Regions from separate parts of the Oryctolagus cuniculus genome. Here region 2 is linked to region 1. A link is a contact called in public Micro-C data. All regions are on one chromosome and are shown on one strand. The core of a region is the stretch at or near the end of the contact, and the rest is flanking DNA. Distances in the headings are between cores, read along the strand shown. Region 1 holds the start of ASB6 (ankyrin repeat and SOCS box containing 6). Region 2 overlaps PRRX2 (paired related homeobox 2).

Region 1 (4,835 bases), core at 607-3,106:
CACACACGGGCACATACGTGTACTCTGCCTGTGTGGGCTCACACGGTACCCACTCTGCTGTGCTGCTATGGGGCGGGGTCTCCGGCACGCACCTGCTGCCAGTGGTTAAGGTACAGGCCGGACTTCCCCTCGTGTTTGCGGGTGGCTTTTCATCCCCGTGAGTCACGGCGCGTGCCTTGGCCTGTCTTCCTGCTGGTGTTTCTGCCTGCTTGTTGATTCCCGATGGTTCTTTATATATCGAGGTATTTTCCCGGGTGCACTGGGTAGTCACGGCGAGCCCCAAACTCCCCCGGGAGCGGCAGGCAGGCACTGACCCGCCAGGAGCCTGTCCCCAAGGCCCCTCCCCACCTCTGCGGGGCAAGTCTGGAGTGGGGTGGCAGGAAGGGGCCGGGCCGCCAGGCAGGGAGAGCGAAAGAGAGCAGTGTGAGGGCTGAGGCCAGGGCCCTGGCGACCGAACCGTAATGGGAGGCGGATGGAGGAAGCAGGACAGCCGGCGGCGGTGGGGGCCACGGAGCCCGCTACAGACCGGAGCCGGGCAGCCAGCGGGCCGCAGGGCCCGGCTCCACCGCGCGGTGGCCACGGGCTGCGACAGGGCAGGGGCCGGCTCCTCCCTCCTGCCCAGAGCCCCAGGAGCTGCGAGGACCCTGGGGTCCCCGGTGCCGAGCGGAGAGACAGGGTGCCCGGCAGGGCTGTGCACCCCCCGGCCGAGCCTCAGCTTCCCTGTCTGGCAAGGGTGGGGCCCGGGGTCGGCCGGCCCTGCGAGCGTCCCCTCGCCCATCCGCCCATCCGTGACGCGGGAGCTCTCCCGCTGCCCCCGAGGCCGCCAGAGCTGCCCGGGCCCCCAGCTGACAGGTGAGACCAGGGCGCCGGCCTGGCCCGGCCCGGCACAGCGCGGTTAACCCCACCTGGAACGCGGCCTCCCGGGAGGGAGACGAGGCCAGCCGGGTTAGGGCGGGCAGGGGGCGGCCGGTGCGGGCAGAGGTGGGCGGAGCCGGGGGCTCCAGGAGCGGGCAGGGGCAGGCAAGGGCCCTGACCCCTGGGAGCACGCGGGAGCGCGCGTGGATACCCGCGTACGGCTTTGTCCTGGGGAGCTCAGCACCCCCCGAATTCCTCATCCCAGGGGCCCCTGTGCCCTCACGTGCTCCGGGGTCCCCAGCACACACACGGGGCTCAGCCCCGGGCCTCTCCCCTGTGTGCCGGAGCCTGTTCCCCCCCCCCCCCGCCCCAGGTGCCCGTGAGGGGCGGCACCAGCCAGGGTCTTGTTGCGGGGAGGAGCCTGGACCCTCCCTCAAAGCGGGGGCAGGGCACACGTTTCCGACCCCCAAGACAATGCCTGGTTGGGGTGGGGGGGGCTGAGGGTTTTTTTTTTCCTCCCGACGTCTGCACCGTCCGCATCAGCAGAGCGCCGGACCCGGGGCCTCAGGAGGCTGCCCTATCCCCATTTCTCAGATGAGGAAAATCAAGTCCGCAGCGTCCACCGCGGCAGGAAGGAGCAGCCGGCCCCGGACGGAGGGTGAGGACTCGGCCGGGTGCCCTTGACCGGCCCACTCAGAGGCCCGCGTGCGGCCAGAGGGGGCCGCAGCCACTCCCGGGGGGAGGAGCTGCGGGACGGTCAGCGGCCAGCCCCGCGCGCAGCTTCGACGGCGCCCAGCGGCCGCGCGCGGGATCGCGGGTGGAGCGGGGCCGGGCTGGGGGCGCGCGGGGGCGGGTCCGCGCCGGGACTCAGGGGGCGGGGCCCCCCGCGGGGTGGTGCGCGCGCACACACACGTGCGCACTTCGGTCCTCCGACCGGCAGGGGGCGCTCGCGCCGCGCGAGCACGGGTCTCTGTGCGGCGCGGGCCGGAAGTGGGAGGCTCACTTCCGGCGCGGGGCCGCGGCTTGGGCGGCGGACGGGGTGGGAGCTGGGGCAGGAGCGGCCGAGCCCGCAGCGGGACCTGCAGCCGCCGCAGCGCGCCCGGGCTCCGCGTCGGCCTCGGCGGGGAGGCGCGGCCGCCGCCATGCCGTTCCTGCACGGGTTCCGCAGGATCATCTTCGAGTACCAGCCTCTGGTGGACGCGATCCTCGGCGCCCTGGGCATCCAGGACCCCGAGCGGCAGGAGCCCCTGGACGGGTAACTCGCCCCTGCGGGCTGGCGGGCGGGGGCTGCGTCGCGCGTGGTCGCTCGCCGCTTGGCGAGGCCGGGGCAGCCGTGTGCCCCGCTGTGCGCGTGGAGAGGCCGAGGCCAGCGCCCCGGGCCGCCCTTTGCGGGGCGCTCCTGGTCCGCGCTGGCCGCGGGTGGGGAGAGCCGGACAACGCGGCGTCGGCCCGGGCCCCGCCCTGCGGTCTCCCCCGGGAACCAGTCGTGGTCACCGAGTTTGCGTCTTGCCCCGCGCACAGGGCAGGCCCCAGCCTGCTGGTGCCGATGCCGCGGGAGAGGCTGCTTAGGGTCGCGGTGTCCGAGGGAAGCGGTGCAGGCGCGGGGGGATTGTCCGCGGGGCTCAGCCACGGGGGTGCTCGGGGTCTTTGCAGAGACGGGTGAAGCTGCGGCGCGGTGCGGGATGCCCGTCGAGGGAGAGGGCAGGGCGGGCCCAGCCGCCGTGCGCGCGCCGCTCCGGATGGGTGCTCAGGGCGGGGTGGGTGCAGGATAAGCGGGAGCCCTGCCCTTGAGCCCGCGGGGGAGGGGAGCAGCCCTGGAGCGGGGGCGTCGCCAGGGCGGTGCTGGGGCCTGCAGGCTCCGCGTGCGCTCACCTGCCCCAGGGCGAGTCCCGCACTTGCGACGGACGTGGGCCTCGCGGGAGGCCGCCCTGGGCAGGTCGCTCTGGCCGGAGCGGGGCCCAGGCGCTGCCCGCTGCGTCCCGCCCTCCATCCCTGGTCACTGCCCTCACCGGGGGCGCTGCACCTCCCAGGCTGTGAGCCGAGTGCATCGTTCCCGGCCCCCTCAGGTGCTTGGTGGCAGCGCAGAGGGGACAGGTGCACGGGGTTCCCTGCAGTGCTGGGAGCCGCCCCTGCCCGGGGCCGCCGCAGCGGGGCGCGGCTGCTGCCTCACAGGGTCCCCCCCGCCCCAGGCCCGGCTACGTGGCCAGCGAGGAGGGCCGGCTGCGCGTCCTCACAGAGCTGCTGGAGCGGAAGACCCACTCCCCGTTCTACCAGGAGGGCGTGAGCAACGCGCTGCTCAAGATGGCCGAGCTGGGGCTGACGCGGGCGGCCGACGTCCTGCTGCGGCACGGGGCCAACCTCAACTTCGAAGGTCAGCCGGGGCCCCTGGGGGCGGCGGGCGGCCATTCCCTGGGGAGCTCGCTGGTGGCCCTGAGCGGCGGGCAGAGCGCGCTGGCTGCTGACTCAGCAGAGCGGCCGGCCCTCAGCTCCCACGCGTGTGCAGACGCGGCAGCTGGCCCTGCGCCCGGAGCCAGCCAGCTCCTCCGAGCAGCGGTGCAGGGGCGGGGGCAGGGCCGGCAGAGGGGTTCTGATGCCCCAGATTTCAGCCCAGCCCGTCTCCCTCCCCCTCTGAGCCCCTGGCGCCCGAGGCTCGGGGGCCCAGGTTGTGCTGCTGCCAGGTCTCCAGGGGCGAGGCCCCAGCTGGCCCTGTTTCAGCAGGAGCTAAAGCCAAGGGGGTCAGGTGCTCTGTCCTGTCCCTCCGGCTCCATCCTGACCCCCGTGGGGACGGGCAGGGCAGCCCTGGCCATGGCTCCTGCCTGGAGCAGACAGGAGAGCCGGGCCTGGGCGCTGAGCTGCCCCGGGCTGTGCCTGCAGACCCGGTGACCTACTACACGGCGCTGCACATCGCCGTGCTGCGGAACCAGCCCGACATGGTGGAGCTGCTGGTGCGCCACGGGGCCAACATCAATCGCAGGGACCGGGTACGCGCCGGGCCAGCCTGCTTCCCGGGGTGAGGGGCTGGGGGCCCCTGGCAGGCCTCCAGGCCAACCTGCCCCACGCTCTCGGTCCAGATCCATGAGAGCAGCCCCCTGGACCTGGCCAGCGAGGAGCCCGAGCGCCTGCCCTGCCTGCAGCGGCTCCTGGACCTCGGCGCAGACGTCAACGCGGCCGACAAGCACGGTGGGTGCCTCCCGCGTGACGGCAGGCGGCCTGGGCCCCGGCCCCATCTGGTCACTGCACGGTGGGTGCACAGGTGAACTCTGCCAACTTCTGGCAGTCGAGGGGCTTTAGACAGGCCACGTGGTCGCCGTGCCCGTGCCAGCCCCATGGGCGCCATCGGGGCGAGCCGTGGCTTCCTGTCGGGACAGACCCAACCCAGGCCTCAGGGAGCATCTTGGGGCCAGAGGACCCCTTCCTCTCCCACCTGTGGGGGCAGGAGCGCCGGGAGCCACCCCTCACCCCGTCCCTGGTGCGCTCGGGCCCTGCACCTGTGGGGTGGTCCTGACCGGCTCCCTGGCCGCCCGCACCCCTTCCAGGGAAGACGGCTCTGCTCCACGCGCTGGCCAGCAGCGACGGGGTGCAGATCCACAACACGGAGAACATCCGGCTCTTACTGGAAGGAGGTGAGGCCCCGCCCTGCCCCGCCCGCGGCGCCTCGTCCCCGCCCCCGGGCCGCGCCCCCACCCTCTGTTGTCCGTCCAGGGGCGGACGTGACGGCCACCACCAAGGACGGGGACACGGTGTTCACCTGCATCATCTTCCTGCTGGAGGAGACCGTGTGCGGGGACATCGAGGAGTCGCCCATGATCCGCCGCTTCTGCTTCCAAGTCACGCAGCTGCTGCTGGCCCACGGCGCGGACCCCAGCCGCTGCCCCGCCCACGAGTCCCTCACCTACGTCTGCCTCAAGAGCTTCAAGCTGCACTTCCCCCTGCTGCGCTTCCTGCTGGAGTCGGGGGCTGCCTACAACTGCTCCCTGCAT
Region 2 (4,856 bases), core at 1,825-4,324, 37 kb before region 1:
CCGTCTTCTCCCAGGTGCAGGAGCCCCGGCCTCCATCCCAGCCCACGGACGGGCACCCTGGGAGCTGGGCGAGGCAGCGGCCCCCAGGGGACACCGGGTTGCTGGAGCTGGCGCCAGGGGCAGTCAGTGCTGGCTGAATGGTCACCCCCATATCAGACAGCGCCCGGCAGGGCCTAGGAAGTGAGGGGCACGGGGGTGCAGGGGACGGGAGGAGAAACTCCCAAGGCTGTGTCACATGGTGGGGCAGCCACAGGTGGCAGCCTGTCTTCAGAAAAGCTGCTGCAGAGGACTGCAAACGCCTCCCACCCAGGGAAGGGAAGCATGCTTGAGGTGATGGGTATACCAGTTGCCCCATCTGCTCTCCCGCCTGTTGGACGTCCCCCTGGGGGCTAGTGCTGGGCTGCTGCTTGGAACCCCAGCATCCCGCATCAGAGCCCCGGCTCCATCTCGCATGCTCTGCTTCCGATCCAACTCCCTGTTACTGCACCTGGCCCGGCAGCAGAGGGCGCCCCAAGTGCTTGGGCCCTGCTGCCCGTGTGGGAGACCCAGATGGAGTTCCGGGCTCCTGGCTTCAGCCTGGGCCAGCCCTGGCTGCTGCAGGCACTTGGGGAGTGACCAGCAGATGGAAGATCCCCCCCCCTCCCTCTCTCTCTCTCTCTCTCCCTCTCCCTCCCCACTCTCTGTTGCTGTATCTTTTTTTAATATATATTTTTTATTTTTATTTTTGATAGGCAGAGTGGACAGTGAGAGAGAGAGAAAGAGAGAAAGGTCTTCTTTTTGCCGTTGCTTCACCCTCCAATGGCCGCCGCGGCTGGTGCACTGCGGCCGGCGCACCGCGCTGATCCGATGGCAGGAGCCAGGTGCTTCTCCTGGTCTCCCATGGGGTGCAGGGCCCAAGCACTTGGGCTATCCTCCACTGCACTCCCTGGCCACAGCAGAGAGCTGGCCTGGAAGAGGGGCAACCGGGACAGAATCCGGTGCCCCGACCAGGACTAGAACCCGGTGTGCTGGCGCTGCAAGGTGGAGGATTAGCCTGTTGAGCCGCGGCACCAGCACTGTATCTTTCAATTAAGTGTTTTTGTTTTTGTTTTTTAAAGAAATGCCCCCCTCGCCCCATAAACAGGACAAGAGTGTTTCAAAAAGTCCACGGGAAGACGGGATTAGGGAGGAGGCACTGAGCCCGCCGTCTAGCGCGCACACCCGCGGCTGAGCGCCCGAGCCGACGGCCGCTCCCGCTCTGCTGCAGCTTCCTGGGGAGGCGGGGAGGGCGGTGCAAGTGACCGGGCTCCCGGCACCCACCAGGGAGACCAGACTGCTTCCTCCGCGTGGCTGCAGCCCCCGCCCAGCCCCAGCCACCGTGAGCCTCTGGGGGAGTGAGCCCGCAGCGGGGAGCCCTCCTCTCCCTCTCCCTCTCCCTCCCCCTCCCTCTCTCTCCCTCTCTCCCTCTCTGCCTCTCAAATTGAGAAAGGAAGGAAGGGAACTGAAGGGGAGACTGAGTGGGGTGCAGAGCAACTGCAAAGCCCCCTGCAGTCTGTTCATCATATGTGTCTCCCGGGAGAGGTAGAGTTACAGAGAGAGGGACAGAGAGAGAGAGAGAGAGATCTTCCATCCGCTGGTTCACTCCCCAGATGGCTGCAACAGCTGGGGCTGATCTGAAGCCAGGAGCCAGGAGCTTCTTCCAGGTCTCCCACGTGGGTGCAGGGGCCCAAGCACTGGGCCATCTTCTACGGCTTTCCCAGGCCACAGCAGAGAGCTGGATCGGAAGTGGAGCAGCCAGGACTTGAACTGGCACTCATAGGGGATGCCGGCGCCGCAGGCAGAGCATTAACCTACTGTGCCGCCAGGAGCTCTTCAGAGCCCTCGTATGCATGGATTCCGGTGTCTCTGCACCAAAACAGTCGACCTTTCAGTGCCGTTTTCCCGTGAACTTTCAAAGTCCTCTCGTACAAGTGCTGTGCGTCCATCAGCAATAAAAGCAGATGTTGACGCGGGTCCATGCCCCCTAGCAAGGCGGTCCTGTGCTAGCAGCCCCGCTCAGATCCCCCACTCGGGGCTCAGCCTGCAGGCGGTGACCGTGTAGGGTCCGGCGGCCGTCTGTCCCGAGCCACCTCCTGGAACCGTGGGCGGCCACATCCTCCGTGAGCCCGCACTGGGGCTGCAGGCATTTAGAGAACAAATAAACAGTCCCGAGCTGCGGGCGCCTTCGCCGGCCCCTTCCTCTGCCTCTGCCCTCAGGCCGACAGATGCTGGGCCACTCAGCCTGGCTGTGCCCCAAGCTCACAACCACGTACGTTTCCCTGTGATGGAGCGCGAAGCAGGAGCCGCTGCCATCGGAACGGGCCGTTTGGATGCCAGGGCGGGGGCAGGGGAAGAGGCAGTCAGATGGAGGAGGCCTGCCGCGCTTGCTTCTCTAAAACCGAAATTCTATCGTTCCTGATTCCAGTATGACTAAAAATAATAATAATAAGGCGGGAGCCAGTTCCCTGCCATTTCTTTATTTCACACATACCATTGAGTTGGCTGACACTGGCGGGCCCGAGACGTTTAAAAACCAAAAGGTCCAGGGCTCCCCCCGCCCCGCGCCCATGGTTTTTCTTACTCCGTGTAATTTAAGGGCCTAAATAGTCTGGAGGGAATTAACTGCAAATTCTTCCTAAGACAAATAAACCCAGCCTCTTCGCCGCGGCCTTTCTCAAGCTGTTGAGAGACGCGCTCTGTTTTTGCTTCAAACAGCCAGTTTGCGTCTGACCCCGGAGCTGCGGCCAGCTCCAAGCCAAATAAATAACTTTTATTAATTAGCATTTATTCTGACCAAGCAAAGCAGCCCCCGCCCCCGTGCGAGCCCTGCCAACAGGATCGCAAAAATAAACCCGGGTCCCTGGGACCTTGATGTGGATTTCACAAATTAACACGGGGATGGGCCGGGCGCTCCGAGCTGCGCCGCTGTCCGGAGCAGGAAGTGGAGGTGGCGGCGGCCCGTGGAGCCTGCGCCTTCCCCCCACCTTGCAAGGGCCCCCGGGAGGCGGGTCAGGCAGGAACCTGGGAGCCAGAGCGCCCCCGGGGGCCCCTGAGGCAGAATGGGCTGGTGGGGGGCTGGCGGTTAAAGAGGTGGAAGGAGAGAGGGGGTGGAGCGAGGAGAGCAGGAAACAGGGCCCCCCGAAACCCGTGGGTACAGATGCTCGGCTTCCAGCGACTTCCAGACCCAGGGGTAGGGTCCCCTCCCCGCTAGCCCCGCCCCCACCCAAGACCTGGCTTCCACCTGATGCCCTGCGTTGATAGCAGCCCCGGACCCTCAGGGAAGAGGTGCTTGAGGCCTCGGCTGCGGTGGGTGCCGGCACCCGCACCCCTGGAGCCCACCGTGGCTCGGGGCCACTCTGGTGGGTGGAGCCAGGGCTGGTGGCCGTGGGTGGTCTCGGGGCAGGCCGGTGACATCCTTGGAGCTAGTTCTCACACGGGGCACGCACCCCTCCTCTCTGCTGCTGTCGGCCTGCGCCTGCCACATTCCTCCCCCTCCCCGGCTCATCAGGCCCCAGCACAGGCGCCACCTCCGCCAGGAAGCCTTCCCAGATCCCCAGGCTGAGGCTCCCAGAGCCCTGTGGGTCCCCAGTACACACGGTTATTGGGTTATTGTTGGTTACTGTCGCACTGCAGGCTCAGTGTGGGGTGTTTGGCCCAGAAACTCAGTATTTCCTGTCTCCTTCGACCCCACTGCAGGGCCTGGCACAGGGCAACGCTCTATAAATGTTTGTTGAGTGAATGAGTGAGGAGGCATAGCAGGGGCCCGGCCCCCCACCCTGGAGGACCCTGGGCTCGGGGGGCGGCTCATCCCATTCACTCGCAGCGGAACCCGAGATACTGACACGTTGGCAGCCGCCGGCCTGGAGAAGCAGAAAAGCCATCCCAGGGTGGGCGGGGCTCCCCCAGGGGGTCCTCGGCCCCCTCTTGTGGTCTCCCCAGGCCGCAGCACCGCATGTGAGGTCTCAGGGTCACAGGCCACCCCAGCCTGGGACGGGGTGCCCCCAGCCCTGTGGCCAGTGACCTCGGTGGCTACGGGGAAGCCTTAGCAGGCTCGGGATGACCCTGGAGCCTGGAGGGGGGCTCCCTCATGTCCCCCAGGGCGCGGCAGGAGGCAGCGCAGTGCACAGCGTCTCCCTGGGGTCTGGCACACAATCCCACGGGACCACGAGACCCCAAGGAGTCCCAGTGGAGCTGCCTTCGGCAGGGAGCACAGCTCCTTCCCGCCTCGGGGCCTTTGCACGTGCCGTCCCCTACCTGGAACACTCTTCCTCTGCCTAACGCTTACCCAGCCTTCAGACCCAGCCTGCAAGCCCCCCCCCCCCAGCCTCCCCCAGCCCCCGGCCAGGGCGGGGTCTCCACGCTGCAGATTCCCAGGTCTGTGCCCCGCACATCTGCAATTTCTCAAAACAGAGAAAGTCCGTGTTCGGCCACCTGCTTCCTGCCTGTTCCATTCAACTTGAAGCTCCAGGAAGGCAGGGCCTGGGGTTGCCGGCCTCGGTTAACTCCCCAGGCGCAGGCGAGAGGTTGGCTTCACGCATGTTTCTGAGTGGGCAGCTGATGTGTAAACGGAGGAAGGGCGTGTCCCAGGGCAGCGTGGGGAGTCTCAGCTTCCTAGCCAGGCCTCCTCACCCCCACAAGGCCAGACGACCGTCTCGTGGACCCGACACGCAAAGCACAAGCAACCAGAGAGACAAAGGCAGTGCTGAACACCACGGAGCAAGCAGAAGGCGACCCACAGACGGGGCAGAGACCTGGCTGAAGCCCCTGGCTCCTGGCTTTAACCCGGCCCAGCCATCTGAGGAGGGAGCCAGAGGATGGAAGACTCTGTCTGTCTGTCT

What was found. A called contact is a pair of places that touch in the nucleus more often than the background predicts.
Region 2: a Micro-C map of ear pinna shows a contact between it and region 1, with 2.3 times the contacts expected there. The contact joins the enhancer-like site here to the promoter of ASB6 in region 1. A contact is called at or near these places in 2 of 6 Hi-C or Micro-C datasets (ear pinna and an unstated tissue).

What each region holds. Positions count from the first base shown.
Region 1 is chr1:232,547,324-232,552,158 of mOryCun1.1, reverse strand. ASB6 (ankyrin repeat and SOCS box containing 6) reads left to right here and starts at 1,856. Exons shown (of 6, transcript XM_070057902.1): 1 at 1,856-2,110; 2 at 3,045-3,226; 3 at 3,730-3,836; 4 at 3,927-4,035; 5 at 4,392-4,478; 6 at 4,558-4,835. The coding sequence starts at 1,998.
Region 2 is chr1:232,585,974-232,590,829 of mOryCun1.1, reverse strand. The region is part of intron 1 of PRRX2 (paired related homeobox 2); the gene reads right to left. Among named protein-coding and RNA genes, the nearest start is that of PRRX2, 27 kb to the right of the region's middle. Within about 2 kb of position 3,074, at least 1 of the 8 cell types and tissues checked has an H3K27ac peak or open chromatin away from gene starts, as enhancers often do. A contact at or near this core is called in ear pinna, where this site is marked.